2 separate regions of the Rattus norvegicus genome follow, and region 1 is linked to region 2. The links are chromatin contacts, called in public Hi-C maps. All regions are on one chromosome and are shown on one strand. Each heading gives the region's core, a stretch centred on a gene start, on an enhancer-like site or on the middle of the called end of the contact. The rest is flanking DNA. Distances are from core to core; before and after follow the strand shown. Region 1 holds the start of Kcnj6 (potassium inwardly-rectifying channel, subfamily J, member 6). Region 2 overlaps Kcnj6 (potassium inwardly-rectifying channel, subfamily J, member 6).

Region 1 (5,873 bases), core at 11-2,510, 200 kb before region 2:
GAAACCATTTCTCCTTGGGTTAAAAAATGCATAAACGGGTCTGCACTTGGGTGGGAGCTAGATGTGAGAAGGCTTTGGAAAGGAACTACTGCTTGCAGTGTCCGCAAAGGAACGTCAAGTTGTAACTGGGATTCACTGTGGGATCACCCCTGAAAGAACCATACAGAGCAGGTTAACCCAAAGTAGGTGGCTGTCCACGAGGAGTGTGTTTTAGGCAGTGGGATTATACTCAGAAAGCTCACCTGCTCGCAAAAGCTTAACTAAAGTGGGGGGGGGGAGCTAGCACTAGGTCCCAGGAGCGGTGGATAGGATGGACTAAGCATAGCACCAGACCTGGTCTTAGATCTGTGCGATCAAAGCCCTGGGTTGCAGTCCCCCACCCTTAGGCCCATCTTGTTGGCTAAGGCCCCTCTGGGCTATGCTGACCACATATGATCTCCAGAGGGATTTCAGCCAGTGGAAAGCAGTGAAGAAACCCCACTCTTCACATTTCGTCAAAGCCAAAAGAGAAGCTATAACAGGCAGGCATAAACAGATCCTCAAGTTTAGGACTTATTAAGTGACATGGGGCGGGGGGGGGGTGTCCCTGGGCATCTAAGAGTCAAAGACTACACACACACACACACACACACACACACACACACACACACACACACACACACACCAACAATAGAAACCCCTACTTCTCGGTTCACTTTGGAGGGATGTGGCGCCCCCGTTTCAGCGCCCCAGTTCACTCCAGGTTAAAAAGAACAAGAGGCTGGGCGAAAGGTGGGCGGCTAGGGTCTGGCTCCATCTCTTCCGCTCCCCCCCCCCCGCCCCTCCGCCTCGCAGCGACGCTGATCACTGTGTCGCCTTGGTTCTCCAGCGCGCGGCGCTGCGCCCGCTTTTATCCAGAGACGCGTCGCTTCATGCGCTGACAGCGCGGCTCAGCCCGTGGGGCTGGAACCGAGTAGCATTCGTTGAATCTGCGGCTTTCATGACGTTTCCCTACGAGATCTATCACTTTGCTCCTAAACGAGGATTTATTCCCCCTGCCACTCAAGGCTTTCCCCCAGTTTCCTCGCAGCAGGGCTCCCTCCTCCGTCCCTGCCCACACGCGCACTCCTCTGCCCCGCGGTGGCCCCAGCGCCCAGCCCTCCAGCCAGAGGGAGCCAGTCACCAGACGGCAGCACCTGGCTGGAGAGGTTGGGCGGGCCGAGGGTGGGGATCCGCGGGAACAGGCGAGCCGGAGCTGGAGCAGGAGCTGGACCAACCGCTAGCAGCAGAATGGAGTCTCCCGAAAGCCTGCCGGGGCTGATGTGAAATTGGACCATCTGCTTCCAGTTGGTCTGTTTCCTCCTCTTCTTGTATTTTCTTCCCTTGCCATCCACCGTGGAGTGAATTACTGAATCTTGCTCCGTTCCAAGAGAGGCGATGAGGATGAAGTGAACCTACCCTGTCCACCACAAGGTAAGCAGTGCGTTGAGTTGTTCAAGGCGAGGAGCTGGCATGGATCCCAGCCAGATGTTCCGTGTCCTAGGATCCCCGAGCGAGCCTTCAGGTCCTGGCTCCCAGGTCCCCAGCCCCACTGTGACTGTTTGCATTCCCTTCTCAGCGGAGACATGATGCTGAAGTCCACCAGAGGCAGGAAAAGCTGCCTTTGGTTACATAACCAAAAGGAAATGTGTCTCATAGGATTTTCATTAGCAGCTTAAAAACTCGCCTGGGTGGGTGGCAGGAGGAGGGGTCTGCCTGCCCTGGGCGCGAGAGAATGGGTCAGCTACTGTGGACCTCACTCCGCACCCCTAGTGAAGATCAAACACACAGATGATCCCGCAGGCAGGGGCGGCTGGCTGGCGGGGTAGGCAGGGAGAGTTGGGAAAGCCCATTGTCTTGGTGGAAAGCTGTTCAGTAGCCTTGTTCTGTTTGGGCATAAAGAGGAGAGGATGCGAAGGAGGAAAAGTGAGCGGAAGGGCGAAAGCTGTGAGACAGGGGAGGACTTCACATGGTCTTCATCAGTAAACCCGAGATGTGTCGCCGCTGATGGAAGACAGGGACTAAGATGTCCCTACAAGTAAAACTAACTGAAAGCAGGAAACACCAGGGTCACACCAAGTGTGGGCTAGGTGAGTCTACCGACTTAGCTTCTCTCCTGGGTATGGGTTCACTTGCATCAAGACATTAAGCTTGGGTTAGTTTTTTTAACTGAAATGGTATTCTTATTCCCCAAGCCCAGTGAAGCCCTGGGTGGATCCACAGGTATATATACAGGGTTCAATATGGAGAGAGTCTTGGGGTGGGGGAGAACAGATCTTCATAGAAAAGGTCACAGAAACAATCTGAGCTTAGTGGAAAGGGAACAGCAGAATTTTCCAAAGAATCCCTTCTCCACCTCCACTTTCCCCACAAAGCAGGGCAGGGGTGGGGGGAGGAAACCCTCCAGTGTCTGGGAGTTGGCAATCCATTATAGCTTCAGTGTGCTCCCAACTGCTTTCTCCAAAGTCCCGGGGTCCTGGTGAGCTCTCAGGTACTGAGAGCTATGCACTTCCATGCAAGCACTATGCCCTGGCTACCTTTCTTTTGATGAGAAAAGAAAAATGGAGAAGGACAATGTCCGAGAAAGTGGGCTTGCTACAGTCAGGGCTGAGCTAACTAAGCTTCGCCCATTTTGCCTGGAGAAGGAAGGAGCTGAGTCTCCATGGCGACCCAGGTGGGAGGGGACATAGCAGCTCCAGTGATAGGAAAAACCGTTGGACAAAACTTTCTTGGCTCCAGGCAAAGATATGCCCACCGTGTGCCCTATGGGTATCCTAGGGTATCGGCTGGGTCCAGCTCCCTAAGAGTGATCCACGAGAGGGCACTTAGATCCTGCTCAGGCTCTCCTCCAACATGGCAAAGTTTCTCTTGTCCATAGATGCCTTTCTGAGCAGGTTCCGGGTTCAGCACCAAGGCCAGAGCAAGGTGCCCCGGGTTCACCTCCCTGGTAGGATAGCTAGCTGCTCCTAGCATGCACTAGATTTTCTGGTCATGGGAAGGCAATCTCTTCCTATAAAATTCCCTGCCCGTGCTGAATACGGGTGTCAGATTATTCGTGGAATTATATGGCACATAGGAGGAGCTAGCAAATCAACCATTTCATGCATGATGGTGCTTCAGAGTAACTGCTCAAAGTAAATACCAAAACCACAAAAGACTGAAGCTGACCTGAGAACATAGAGAGGATCCCTCCTCAGTGAAAGGAAACACACACACACACACACACACACACACACACACACACACACACATACACACACACAATCAGATCCCAAAGAAATCAGTTGTATTTGAACCAAGTATCTGACTCACAGAAAATATCCATGGGTTCCTGCCTCCCCCACAACCTTCTGTAACTTTCTTTTAGACATAGAGTTTTGGGAAGGTGCCATGATAGCATTCTGACCAGTAAGAGACCAGCCAACAACTCCTGCCTAGGGGCCTAAGATCCAAGAGGGTAGAGAAACAGTCTGCCCTTCATCCATTCTTGGCTGGATCCTCAGCACCATGAGGGGCAGGAGTTAGGGAGGTAGAAGCCAGTAGTGAGCTCTATTAGCCAGCTTATGAGCGAGGTAACTGGTTTCCATGATTGCAGACACAGTAAGGTGTTCAGGAACCATTCCTATTGATATAAACAAAGGAGAACCTGTACAGGGAGAGAGTCTAAGCATTCAAGTTCATCTGGACATTGATTCAGGTGAGTACGGAGATCCACTCCATCTTACCTTACTAGACATTGGTCTCCTTAGCTTTTTTCCTTCAGAGACTGTGGCCCAACTGATTAGGGCTGATGAAAACTAACGCAGGCTACCGCACCAGTCAGGTAAAAGGCCCTAAGCAGTGGCATCCGGACGCAGTGGGTACAACTTAAAATTAGCACCAAATCACCAAGGTTTAGGGAGTAGAAGTGCCAGGAGCAGCTCTAAGGAAATCCTCTCTTGAGGAAACATCTCTGTGTTGATCTTAAGGTGGTACTGACTTGTCTGTCATTTATACATAAAGGCAAACACAACTTGGTATACAACTGGGCTTCCAACACCACGGACATGTTAATGTTTCCTAAAGAAAATGCATGCTGAGCCCTTGGAAGGCGGTTAAAGCAGTGTGCATGTATGCAGCTGTTAGATGCTTAACTCACCTCTAGCTGGTGAAGCTGGGGCTGTGTGTTTTGACCATGGGGAAAGGGGTAAGGGGTTACACTGGCTTTTGAATTTCAGATCCTGATGGCTGTTGACAAGTTTGTCCATGTTTTAATTTATACGGCTTGCTATCTGAAATAGAAGTGATGTGTAGAATATTTTGGGACTTAAACAAGCTGTACTCTGGCTTCGATCCATCTGCTATTACCAACAGAAGGAAAGTGGAGATTAGAGGCACAGAACAGCAGAGGCTGTTGGATAGAGAAAGTGGCCTGCCTATGCGTTTTAAAGTTCAAGTTCTCTCGCAAACTTTAAAAGAGAAGAAGGCTATATAGAAAGTGAGAATGGGAAACGGCTCTATCTTTAGCTCCAGTGAATTCCGTGTGATAATCAGTTGATTTCTTGCCCAATAGCCTTTATTCATAGTGATCCCATGCTCATAGATTCGGTACTAATTTTCTGAACTATGACTTGCTTACTTTCTGGTGGCTTATTACTGAATGAGGTGCCTGCGGTGGTCAACAGCGCACTCCAGATTAAGCAGTTTACCCGTTGCACATAGGATCAGTTAAGGAGTGACTTCCTAAGGTCCGTCCCTGCATGTAGTTCCGATTCTTACTTTTGAAAAATTACACGGATGCCTTACTTTCGTGTCTCCGAAACAACAACAAGCAGCATGTTTGTGCCTACAGCCCAGGTCTTTACTGTGTCTGCAGGATTCATATAGATGGTTTCCTCTGAGCTGAGCAAATGCTTTTGTTCTCTCCTTCTTGCAAACCCTTTCTACTTTGCAGATTGTTTAAAAATGGGAAAACAGCTTTAGAATAAACATCAGGAAGGCTCATTAGCTTATGTGAATAAGCTTGTTGAACCTTAGCTCCATCCCCCAGATGTTTACAAGTAAAAAGTGAGTCTGCCATCCAGGGTTCAGTGCTGATGGGAATCAGCATAAAGGGAAGCTCTCCCTAAAACAGAACAGAACAAAAACTCACCTTCCATCAAATAAAACGGAAGTAACGTGTGGGCTTGAAAGGAAAGCAGGCCAGAGAAAAGCGGAGGAAGAGGAGGGAAAGGAGCACGGAGAAAGGCAGGTTTTGTTTTTCTCCAAAGCGATCATTCTTTCCAAATCACATTTGCAATAGTTTGCATGGGAACTTTACGCCTGATGGAGTCGGATGCTTGAATGTAATTAATTCAGATTTAGAACTTAATGAGATGTTACCTGTGATCTCCTCACTTTGTAATAATTGTCGTGTACATGCCGAAAGAAAATAAATTCATCCTGGGCTTTTACCAAACTATGAGATTTGCTCTTAACAGGAAAGTGGAAATCGGTTGTTATGCTGAGAAGGTATCGAAATGTTTCCAAAGCTTAGAAGCTTCATGTTAGCTGTAGCCTCCACTCACGGTACCTGAAGTACTTGGGAGTCTAGCAAAGCGGCACGCAGCCATTCGGGGTAAAATGTATTTTGAATAGTGACAAATAGTTGCTTCTAGAAATAACTAGGATGCACTACAGAGAGGGTCCTGGAAATCACTGTCACCATGCTAATGGGATTCAAGCCTCATCCTTACGCTGCCTAAAATATGCACCTGCTTGATCCATTCAAAAGCATTAACTAAAGGCAACATTACCTGCCTTCGGTACCTTTAAAGGTGCCTTAATCTATAGCCTTCATCCAGCCATACCCCAAGCCAATCATATGCATTTGCTAA
Region 2 (5,524 bases), core at 2,002-4,501:
TGGCTTAGTCTCTGAGAGCTCTGAGGGGTCTGGTTAGTTGATACTGTTGTTCTTCCTATGTGGTTGCAATCCCCTTCAGGTCTTCAATCCCTTCCCTAACTCTTCCATAGGGTTCCCCGACATCAGTCCAGTGGTTGGCTGTAAGTATCTGCATCTGTCTCAGTTAGCCAATGGTAGAGCCCCTCAGAGGATGGCCATGCCAGGCTCTTGTCTGCAAGCAAAACATGGCATCAGGAATAGTGTTGGGGTTTGGTACCTAAGCATGGGATGGATCCCCCTTGGGCTGGTCACTGGATGCTGCTTAGCTTCTGTCTCCCATTCTTACCCTGCAGGGAGCTGCACTGGAGCAAGAGGCCGCCATACTTCCTCCCTGTACCATTTCCTCCCCTTCAGCCTCAGCGCCCCTCCCATCTTGTATCCTGGAGTAGAGTCTGTTCCTGACTCTCCTCTTCTTGTCCACACCACACCTGTGTGCAGGGCCGCGCTGTGCAAGACCACGTTAGGGAGGCACCTTTTCAGTAACACTGTAATGAGCCCCGACCCTCCCGGGGCAGATTCTCAGAAGATTGATGGGATTCAAAAGGACTTGTGCATGCCGCTTTTAAGGATTTCCAGGTTGTAGAGCGTTGTGACAGTTTATGGTCCCTCTCCAGAGGCAAGCGGAGCTGCATGCACACATCCCAGCCGCTCTGCAAATGTGCAATGCATTCATCTTTGCCAATGAGGTGAAGCTGGATATTGTTTGGGTTGCGTGGAGCATAATTGGGAATATATGGATAGCTGTCTCTTGCTGCAGTCTGCATGTTTTTTTCTTGGAGGTTATTATCTCATCTAATTGACATGACATAAAGCCAATCAGCCCCCTGCCAGTTACGCATTCTGTAAACATCTTTCATAGTCTGCCCTTCGCCTCACACATTTCTTTAATAATTGAATTTTACCTTTCATTTCTTTCAACTGCAGGAAATTTTATTTCATAGGATAAATTGACATCTTGCTTCACATGGCCACCTTTTACGGAACACTCAGAGAGCTTCCTCTGGTCTTCCTAGCTAATTCCCACAAGATGAGTCTCCCTTTCAACAGCGATTTTACTGTCCAGTTTTTAGTGTTCTGCTTACTTCTTGATTTTTTTTTTTCGTTTTTCCTGGCTAGGATTTTTTGAACCAGCTGACTCAACAAAGCATCCAGCTTGCATTTTTCCTAAATGACCGGCCAATTGTCCTAACACACTCACCGAGACAATTCAGCTCCCTTCAGAGCTCATTGGCTCTGTGCTTCCTCATTCTGACTCTCTTCTGCCAAAGAAAAATGTCAAACGTTCCTCCTGTTTGGGCTGCATTGACTGTGACAGGTACCTCAGCTCCTCGAAACTGTCCATGCCTATGTAACAGCTCACAACCATTATTGCCAACCTATGCCCTCGCAGACCCCAATACCCAAGAATGGGACATTCCTGGGAACAGAATCACTGCAGATGTAGTTGGCTAACATGAGGACATACCCCAGAGTCACACGAACCGCAAGTGACTGTTGTCCTTAGGACAAAGGACCATTCATACACACAGACGCAGGGAGAAGCCCATGTGAGAGCAAAGGAAGAAATCAGAGTATAACACTAACACACCTCGACTAGAGAGATGGCTCAGCAGTTAAGAGCACCATCTGCTCTTCCAGAGGTCCTGAGTTCAATTCCTAGCAGCCACATGGTGGCTCACAACCATCTGTAATGGACTCTGATGCCCTCTTCTGTATCTGAAGACAGTGCAACAGTGTACTCATATAAATAAATAAATAAATAAATAAATAAATAAATAAATAAATAAATAAATAAAGTGTTTAAAAAAAAAACACTACCACACTCAGGAGCACCAGGACCCACCAGAACCCAGGAGGGAGACCTACTTCAGACCCCTCCTCACTGCTTTCAGCAGGACCCCACACGACCAGTAGCTTGACCTCAGAGTCTGGCCCCAGGGCAGATGTGCATGCCCCACTTCCATAGGTGAAGCCACTCAGTCTGTGGCACCTTTTATGGCAGCCTTGAGAAACCAATACAACAGTTACTAGGAAAGTTTCATCATAGCAATTCCTGTGGTGCACAATTTTGCTTTCCCAGGTTTTGGTTATGGTCAACCACACCCTGGAAATAGTGAATGGAATATTCTAGAAATAAGCAATGCCTGTGTTTCAGCCACATGACATTTTGAGTAGTAAATGAGATCTACCATCTTACTTATAACCGTCTCTCTGACTGAAGCACCCACACCATGTATCCTGCACACCCACTAAGTGGCTATTGATTGTCAGATCAAATGTCAAAGCATCGCAGTGCTTGCGTCCAGCTCACCTTTGCATTATTAATAATGATTGCACCAAGAGGTAGGGATGTGGCTCAGCTGGTGCTGTCTGGCTAGAGTTCATGAGGCTCATGGAAGGTTCAACTCCCAGTACCATGTAAACTGGACATGGGGCACACTCCTGCACTCCCAGCACCTGGAAGGTACAGACAGAGATTGATTGATTGATTGACTGATTGATTGATTGATTGCAGCTGACCTTCTTCACAAGCCAAGGCCCAGCCCAAGAAATGGTACCACCCACAATCAGGATGAGTCCACCCACCTGAACTATCAAGACAGTCACCTATCAGGCACACCCACAGTTCAGCCTGATAGAAATAATTCCTCAAGTTGATTCTAAGATGTATAAGGTTGATGATAAAAACTCACCTGCACAGAGATTTTCCTTATTAAAAATGTAAGTGTTGAGTCTGCTCAGATGCGTGGTGAATTAGTATTAACCTCACATTGTGCTAGACTTAAAAATTAGGCAGTATCTTTGGTGTGTGTGACTCCATAGGTATGTGATGCAGTGTGATCTATGACTTCAGGCATCCACTGAGGGGCCTTGGAGCATGCCTCCTGTGTATAGACACTTCTGTGTGTTCTGAAGCTTAATCTTAGTCTTCGCTGTTGGAGGCCAACACTGTCACTGAGCAGCTCAGGCAAAGAGAAAAACTCACCCCTGGCCTCATGCCCACACCAGCTCAGCAGGCACTGCAAGCAGCCAGCTCCTTAAGGGCTGCAAAAGCCACCCTCTGCACCCCTCTTTACTTGTTGTCCCTTCTCTGGGACACATCAGAAAGATCCAAGGTTCAGACCATCAGCTCGGTGCTGGGTGGCTTTACCCTCAACCCTACTGCTCACCCTGCTTCCTTGGAGTTATCTAGGTCCCTGTCTTCCTCCTGACAACCTTGACCTTTTGCTCCTGTGTCCTGTGCTGAGCAGAGCTAATACCACTGCTACCCTTAAAGAGACAGTGCACCTGCTGCAAGGGGTTCCCCTTGGTGTGTAAAAGAAAGCTACTTAGGTAAGCCAATGGGCCATGAGGAAGAGAAGAAGGGGAGGAGGAATAGAAAAGGGGAGGTAGAGAGAGAGAAAAGACAAGATTTTAGGGAGCTCTCAGGGCTGAGTATCTCTTTAAATGTGTTTTTTAAAAGGCAGGAACTTTGAAATCCTTCTAGAAGGAAGCTTCCCCTGCCACAGAGGCTGGATCCAAAGCCATTGCCATGATGGGGAAGCCAAATTTGGGGCATGAGCTCCTTCTCTTGTGCAAACAGGATTTTTCGTATGGGCTTGCTGTGTGCTTGTGTGTTTATTTTTGGTGGCGTCCCACAGCCAATTTCCTCCCCCTGGGAACACAAAAAAGAGGAACTATAATGTAAGTTATGTGAATCAGAGGATGAGGCTTCCCAGGCATGCCTCCCTAGCTTGTCACCAGAGACTGTGAAACTGTGGAGAGAAGCAAGATGTGCCTACTTAGATAAACGAAGTCAAGCTTGAACACTCAAGTTCTCACCTGACCAGAACCTGTTCCCCAATGACTGGTGCTCTCTGGTGCAGCCCTGTCTGCCTTCCCCACACTTACAGCAGCTTCCTATCAGGCTTTAGGGATAAGTGGCCCCAGGCAGGTGATACAATCAGCCCTGTATCCACCCCAAGACGTATACGTCAGCTGATCTTGGGTGGACAGAAAATTACTCTGATCACTACCAAGACACCACCCCATCTGTAGCTGACTGGTGACCACTCAAAAGATAGGACTATCTGCTTATTTACTTAGCTTAAAGATCTCAAGATGGCAGGTAGCCAAAAGCCCAATGTGTGTCCTTAGAGACACATAGAGAGAGGAGGCTACATGAAGTTAGGTGACACAACCAACAAGGGTGCCATCCATCACTAGATCAAGGAAGGAAGAGTCCCGAAAGCCTTCATGGGAGCACAGTCTGGCCAAACCTTGATCTCACACCTATTGCCTCCTGACCTATGTGATGTTTCTGACTCCTGTCAGTCCCCTGCCCATCGGCAATCTCAGGAAATTGATATGTCTTCAGTGATAACAGTCCCTCACCACATGACTGTCCAGGGATGCTGTGAAGTGAGGAACCCATAGGACAGGAGAGCAGCAGGCAGGGCAGCCCCTGGGGTTCAGGCAAGCCTAAGGCCTTCCCATCAATGAAGGAAGACATGAGACCAGTTCTTCACATGTCCAACATTCATCAGAGAAGACAGGCACCATGTTCTATACCTCAGAGTCCACAGGAACAGTGTGAGAAAAGAGGGGCAGAGGGAAAGAGGGAGGAGAAGGGAAGGAAAGGGAGAGAAGGAAGGAAGAAAAAAGAAGAGGAGGGAAGAGGAAAGGAAGAAGAGAGGTAGAGGGAAGAGGAAACAAGGAGTGGAGGGAGGCAGAGAGGGAGGGAGAAAAGGAGAAAGGAAATAAGAGAGAAGGGGGTGGGAAAGGGGGAGGAAAAGGGAAAGAGGAGATGGAAGGGAGAGAGAAAGGGGGAGGGGAAAGGGAGGAGGAAGGGAAGAAGAGAGAGGGGGAGGAGAGGGGGATGGAAAAAGAGAGGAAAGAAGAAAGGGAAGAAAAGGAAGAGGAGAGGGGGAGAAGGGAAGGGAGAGAGAGGAAGGAAGGAAGAGAGAGAGTTCACAGCAGCCAATGCTTGCCTGGGCCCTGGCTGGTCAGACTCAGTTCAGGACATTTCAGGGACCCCATATTCACTCCACACACTAGACTTTACCTGTCACCTGAACTGTCTTGAGAAACCTTGCTCCTCAAGAGTTTCTTCTCAGGTTAAAACTTCATATCTGTCTTCCACTCCAGAGGGAAGGAAGGCAGTTTAGACGTTTCCCCAGCCAATGGGGTAACTGAGAATGAGCAAAATTTGTAGACTGAACTTTTGATCAGAGAAGTTTTCTCTCTATTACGTGTATAGGAGGCCTGTGTGAGGGTCTGACTTGCGGGATGAGAATCACAGCAGTAGCTGCCCTCCTGCTGGCTGGGGCTTCCCTAAGCACATGGCCTGGGGTGCTCCTGGCTGCCTCTTCTGCACAGGATTCATGCAGTCAGGCCTGCAAAGCTGAGTGCATGTGAGGTGCTTCAGCACTGCAGAAGGCAGCAGTGAGACATCCTGAGACCAGAGGGGTTTCTGGGCTTTGTCCAATTCTTGCTCTGCACAGAA

What was found. Hi-C and Micro-C count contacts between places; a contact is called where the count stands out from the background.
Region 1: a contact with region 2 is called in a Hi-C map of psoas muscle, with 2.0 times the contacts expected there. The contact joins the promoter of Kcnj6 here to the enhancer-like site in region 2. A contact is called at or near these places in 3 of 12 Hi-C or Micro-C datasets (frontal cortex, prefrontal cortex and psoas muscle) and 1 of 1 datasets of contacts at active chromatin or transcription factors (oligodendrocytes).

Annotation. Positions count from the first base shown.
Region 1 is chr11:47,773,735-47,779,607 of GRCr8, reverse strand. Kcnj6 (potassium inwardly-rectifying channel, subfamily J, member 6) reads left to right here and starts at 1,260. Exons shown (of 4, transcript NM_013192.3): 1 at 1,260-1,452.
Region 2 is chr11:47,580,613-47,586,136 of GRCr8, reverse strand. The region is part of intron 3 of Kcnj6 (potassium inwardly-rectifying channel, subfamily J, member 6); the gene reads left to right. It overlaps LOC102550239 (a long non-coding RNA gene), which reads right to left. Exons shown (of 5, transcript XR_005491269.2): 2 at 2,351-2,496. LOC134481061 (a long non-coding RNA gene) reads left to right here. Exons shown (of 2, transcript XR_010056269.1): 2 at 1-1,851. Among named protein-coding and RNA genes, the nearest start is that of Kcnj6, 190 kb to the left of the region's middle. Within about 2 kb of position 3,251, at least 2 of the 93 cell types and tissues checked have an H3K27ac peak or open chromatin away from gene starts, as enhancers often do.